Regions from separate parts of the Pelodiscus sinensis genome. Here region 2 is linked to region 1. The links are chromatin contacts, called in public Hi-C maps. All regions are on one chromosome and are shown on one strand. Each heading gives the region's core, a stretch centred on a gene start, on an enhancer-like site or on the middle of the called end of the contact. The rest is flanking DNA. Distances are from core to core; before and after follow the strand shown. Region 1 holds the start of SKIDA1 (SKI/DACH domain containing 1). Region 2 holds the start of BMI1 (BMI1 proto-oncogene, polycomb ring finger).

Evidence for each region. Hi-C and Micro-C count contacts between places; a contact is called where the count stands out from the background.
Region 2: a contact with region 1 is called in a Hi-C map of liver, with 5 times the contacts expected there. The contact joins the promoter of BMI1 here to the promoter of SKIDA1 in region 1. A contact is called at or near these places in 3 of 5 Hi-C or Micro-C datasets (liver and an unstated tissue).

Annotation. Positions count from the first base shown.
Region 1 is chr2:222,137,333-222,140,120 of ASM4963464v1, forward strand. It overlaps SKIDA1 (SKI/DACH domain containing 1), which reads right to left and starts at 1,268. Exons shown (of 2, transcript XM_075922501.1): 1 at 1-1,268.
Region 2 is chr2:222,903,704-222,906,403 of ASM4963464v1, forward strand. BMI1 (BMI1 proto-oncogene, polycomb ring finger) reads left to right here and starts at 1,450. Exons shown (of 10, transcript XM_075922504.1): 1 at 1,450-2,029.

The sequences.
Region 1 (2,788 bases), core at 18-2,517:
AAGCTGCAATGTCCTAGAGACCCAAACTCCACATCAGGATTCTTGTGTGCTGACTGCTTCAAGTAGAGAAAAAAGAATGTAAAATATCCAAGGTGCTTCCAGAGGCTTTACGTAATAACAAAAAAGTGCTGGCACACGATGTAGAATACTTCAGTGGTCCAGGAGACTTTTGGTTTGCAGTCTGTACGTTCAGTTTGGGGCAGGCCTTCTGCAGAATTTAGCTGTTCCATTTGTACCAACCCTTTTAAAAATCATTTTGAAGAAGCATCAAGGAGGCTTAACCTCTTCGCGGTGACGTTAAAATACTTCAGTCAGGCACAAATGATTTCGAAAATGTTGCAATGTTAGCAAACCTCTTCCTTCGTGCGTTAAAATGATGTTTGCGGTTTGCATGTCAAAAGCTGCAAAAATAACTATCCGCCTATAATCAGTTTGCAACTGAAAACTGGATATAACGCAAGCACTTATATACAGCAATAGTTCACTGCGTATCCAAAATTAGACATATCCGTGTGATTAAGAAAACAGCTCGTATTTCTGGGACTAATTTTTCCCCTCTAATTCAAAAGTTCCATTATCCATTCTATAGATTGGCAATATGGTGAGTGGATCTCGTATTACACCATCAGGTATAGCTGTAATAAATAAAAGGATCGCTTTAAAAATAATGTTCGGTAGTTTTGCGTTACAAGGTAAAATACACACAACCTCTCAATTGCGCAGGAATTCTGGAGAGAACCGGGAATGTATAGAAGTGCATCCGGAAATTAAGGAAGTCTATTTAGGAGAGTCTGCAACTCAGAAGGTTGAGATTTGCAAAGGCACCCCTAGACTACTGTTGCTCTCTGCACAGATGTAATCGCTGCTCTTCAACTTAATCAATGTGTGTACAAACCACGTCTAGCTCTTCCTTTTGAAATACTAAGGATAGTATTCCCATCCAAGAAACCAGAGCTACAGCAAATTACATTTTGTCCCTTGAATGAGAAAAGGATCATTGAATGGATCTCGTGATATTTCAGCCTTTAAACGTAACCAAGAGGCAGCAGTGAACAATGCCTCGTCACAGCTAATACCATCCACAGAGTTAAGCCTTCTTTTGCATTGCATCTGGATTTATCAGCGTACATTTTCCTTTCTCATTTGCGTAAGAGACGTCATTTTATATTCTCTCGCTGAAAGTAAACTTGCGAGGGAAAACAGCTGCTAGCATTAAAAGGAAATCATCGTAGTCTTTCTAGAACTACAGACAATGAGATCGTTTAAAAATTCCTCCTGATGCACTTTAATGCTGCTCGCACTCCCACTCCCACCCCCACCACACTATTCCCCTCCCCCTGTTTTAAGGTTAAGGCTGTGGATTCAAACAGTAAAGAAACTAAACTCAGATAAAGCTTTTAAAGAAGACATTACAAAAAAGGTGGGCTGAAAAGTCATTTCTTTGCCAGGTAGTTTAGTTGTTCTCGGTTGCTGTTAAGTACACACACACACACACACACACACACTTTTACTGCAGATAACAGTGTGGTAATGAGATTCAGCAACTATTTTTAAAATATATGCTTTTTTGTTTGTTTAATACTTGCTCTATCAAATGTTCGAAACAAGAAGCTGTTCCCGAATCTGCCCCCCCAAAAGGTATAGCCATGAGCTTCTGAATGTAGTCAGAGCCAATGTTAAATGAGAGAGCCAGAAGTCTTAGACAAAATCTCTCTCTCTCACACACACACACTAACACTAACTCTCTCTCTCTCTCTCTCTCTCTCTCACACACACACACACACACACACACACACACACACACACACACACACACACACTAACTCTCTCTCTTCTCTCTCTCTCTCTTTCACAGCACACACACACACACTCATAGAAATACATGGACTTTCAATTGCATATCTTTCCCCATATAACACACAGAGTCTTTTGTTTCTTTCACTTCTCCATCATTTTTTGTCAGGCAGCTTTCTTATGGCCATCAGCACACACTGTATATTAGGATCTTCTTCAGGCACACTGGGGGTAGATAACTATAAAGAAAGCTGGTAGAGGCCCTTGCCGGTGCACTCCCACGTACCCTGTAAAGGCAGGGGTCTTGAAACTGGATTTGCACACACAGGGGATTCTAATCAATAGCTACCAACATTTATGGTTTAGATTATTAATGTGAATGCTAGCCAAAAGAATGCACAGGAAAAATTAAAGGTGTCTTTTATCAATTATATTAAAACTTATGCAATAATTTACTTGCTCCCTCTGTGTGTGTGTGTTTGTGTGTGGGATCCTGCTGTACATTTCCTTGGTAATTTTGTTGACCATATCAGCCTCCCTTAAAATCAAAGATGAACACAATTCTAAAGATGGATGTTTGCCTCACACTTCTTCAGAATAGAAGGTGTAAGTATGCCTGTTTTACCAACTATGTGCACATGCAACAATATATAGGTCTGAATACACATCTTATTAATCAAATGTGCTCTTTTTCACTTTGAGTAAGGTGTAATCTACATCCTACAGTGAGATTATATTTCAGTTCTGAAGCTTTCTGATCAAAGGATAAATCTAGTGGAAAACAAAGAAAATAATTTTCATAATATAGTACTGAACACATTTTCACATTTATCTGATTACTTTCATGTTTGAAAAGTTGTATAAAAATATATAGATTTGCAAAGACATTTAATTATATTGCTTTGGAAAGAATGTGTATAACATTTAAGATGCTTTTTTATTTTATGTTTTGATTTATTGTCATTGTCTGATTGTGTTTAAATACCACTACAAT
Region 2 (2,700 bases), core at 200-2,699, 770 kb after region 1:
TGTTAAAGTTCAGGAGGGGGTTTATTGCTCTGCAGCGAGTCTAGATGGTCTTAGGAGGGGAGGTAATACAGGACTCGCCTTGCCCCCTCCTCTATCCATCGGTCAATATTCTCTGGTATGGTCCCTTCCCTGTATTCCCCGGGGCGGGGGGGGGGGGTCCTCTGTCTCGGGCCCGGCAGCTTTTCACTGCGGTGGAACGTGTCCATCAGCCGGGAGCCTCCTGTTCACACAGGGGCTATACCCAGCGGGGGACAGGAGATGAGCGCAGCGTCAAGCAGCAGCGCCGTGCCTGGGGCGCAAGAGGGGGGTCCCAGGCAGTTGGGGTGGGAGAGGCAGAAGGAAACAGGGTGTGCGGGGGGAGGAAGGAATTTGACCATGGAGTAGGAGGGAGCCAGGCGGGCCAAGACTATGCGCTGGGGACGGTCTATACCGAGTGTGTGTGACAGGGCGTGGGGAGGATTCAGGATGGGTTTGATGGGGGCGGAGGATGCCGGGGAACAAGGGTCTGGCTGAAACAGGGAGCCAACGCGTCTGCTTAGGAGGAAGCAAGCAAAGGGGGAGAGTTGGGGCAAAGGATAAAGTGGGAAGCGAAGGCGGGCACGGGGAACTTGTGTCTCCAAGGGGGCGAGGAGGGGAAGGTGGACGAGTGGCGGGAAGGCTGAGGGTGCGTGGCACGTGGATGTGGAGAAAGCGGGAGGCAGGCGGCGTGTTCTGGGGAACAGCTGTGTGGAAGGGCAGCGGGGATAGCAGCACGGGATGCGGAGTGGGGCAGGAGAAAGGAAACTGTATGTGCCTCGAGGGGGCAAGTGCTAGGAGCAGCGGGACGAGGGTAAGGCGTGTGCTCAGTGGGGCAAATCCCGAGGCTTTGGCTCCAAGTGCGGCCCCAGGAGGCGATGCGCTGCGAGCCGGGGTTGGAGGGGGGAGAATGGACACATGTGTGCCGCGTAGGGCAGAGCCGGGGGAGGAGAAGGCAGTTGGGAGGGGGAGGTGAAGAGGAGTCAGGTCTGTGTGTACAGCGCCCAGCTTGGCCCAGGAGTGCAGAGTAGGGGGCAGGAGATGTGAGGAGGCAGCTGGTGTGTGTAGATGTGGGGCGAGGAGGAAGGGGCAGTGTGCGCGGCACCGGGAGGAAAAGGGGCGAAGGTGGAAGGAAAGGGGGAATCGGGGCTCGCAGTGCCTGGAGGGGACTAGGGATCGAAGAGGTGCGGAGCGGGGAGAGAGGAGGAAAAGCAAAGTGCGCGGCGGGGGGAGGAGAAGTGGGGAATGAGTGTAAAGTGGGGGCAGGAGGTGGGCGAAGCGGCGTGTGTGCAGCGAGGAAAAGGAGGCATAGGCAGGGTGTGTGTGTGCGCGCGGGTTGGGGGGGAGGAGGACCAGGCAGAGTGTGTGTGGAGTGGAAGGGGGAGGGGTGGCGTGCGAGGAGGAGGGGGAGGCGGCTGAGTTGTGGGATTGGGTCATGGGGAGGCTGACGAGCTCCGACTACACCGACACTAATTCCCAGGCCACCCTTAAGGAATGAGGAGCCCCACGTGATGCTGGCGGGGCGGGCGAACTCTGAGCCATTTTGGGGACGGTGTCAGTTTCCACTGTGTGCCTTCAGCGTTGCATTTTTTCCCTCCTCCGCCCTCCCTTCCCCGTTTCCCCACCAACAGCTATGAAATAATAATAATAAAAAGGAGAGCAAGAGGCAGAGCAGGGGGACGAGGGGGAGACAATGGGCTGGTGGAGAGAGAACCCATCCGGATTAGAAAGATTTTAAACTCCCTGCTCCTCGGCCACCCAAAAACCCAACTCAGAGGGAGAGAGCGAGGGAGTGAGAAGGGTCGGTGGAGGAGAGGAGAAAACCCGCTTGTTTTGTAACTAACATGAGCTGAGAGCAGCAGCAGCAGCAGCAATAAGCTTATTGCAATTGACAGCGTCTGCAGTTCATTTCAAGATGGCCGCTTGGCTCACATTCATTTTCTGCTGAACGACTTTTAACTTTCATTGTCTTTTTTGGCCGCTCCGATCATCACCCACCGGCTCCTTTTTCCGGGTATGTATGAAGCGAGGTGTCTCCTTGCCAAGGACGGGGGGCGAAGGGGGCTTTGCGGCGGGTTTAGGCCGGTTTGGGGGATGCAAAGGGGAGCCTAGATGTCCCCCAAGCTCTCTGTATGGGAAAAGCGCTGACAGGCTGCTCCAACCACACACACACACACATCGACACACAGCAGCAGCCGCCTGTGCACTCACTTTCGTTACGCACCCACATTTGCAAATTTTAGTTCATTTCTTTCCTCAGCTGCCCCCTAAAATGTTTCTGTGCACATGGCCCCCTAGGAGAATATTTATATTTCCCGTCCTTGCTTCCAGCCCGGCCTCAGCGCCCTTTGTTTAAAGGCAGATTTTGATTAAACGGGGACGGTTCATGAAATCTGGAGCTGCCTAGGTCAAGTGATTTCAGTCCTCTCCGAAAGAACCGTGCTTGGGGGGGTTTAAAATGTGAGATACTGCACCCATTTTATAGAGATAGGGCCACTGGAGGGTAGGGAACCCCCTGGAAGGGTTGTTAGACCGGGGGGGACCGCAAAGAAAATGTTATTAACTTAAGTTGGACAAACACTTCTGTGAAATTTGATGGCTTGTAAGATGGCGGTTCCCAGTTGTTTCCAATGCCTCCGTTTGCATTTGGGCTTAAAATGCTAAAGTTTCTAGACTTGTACGTCT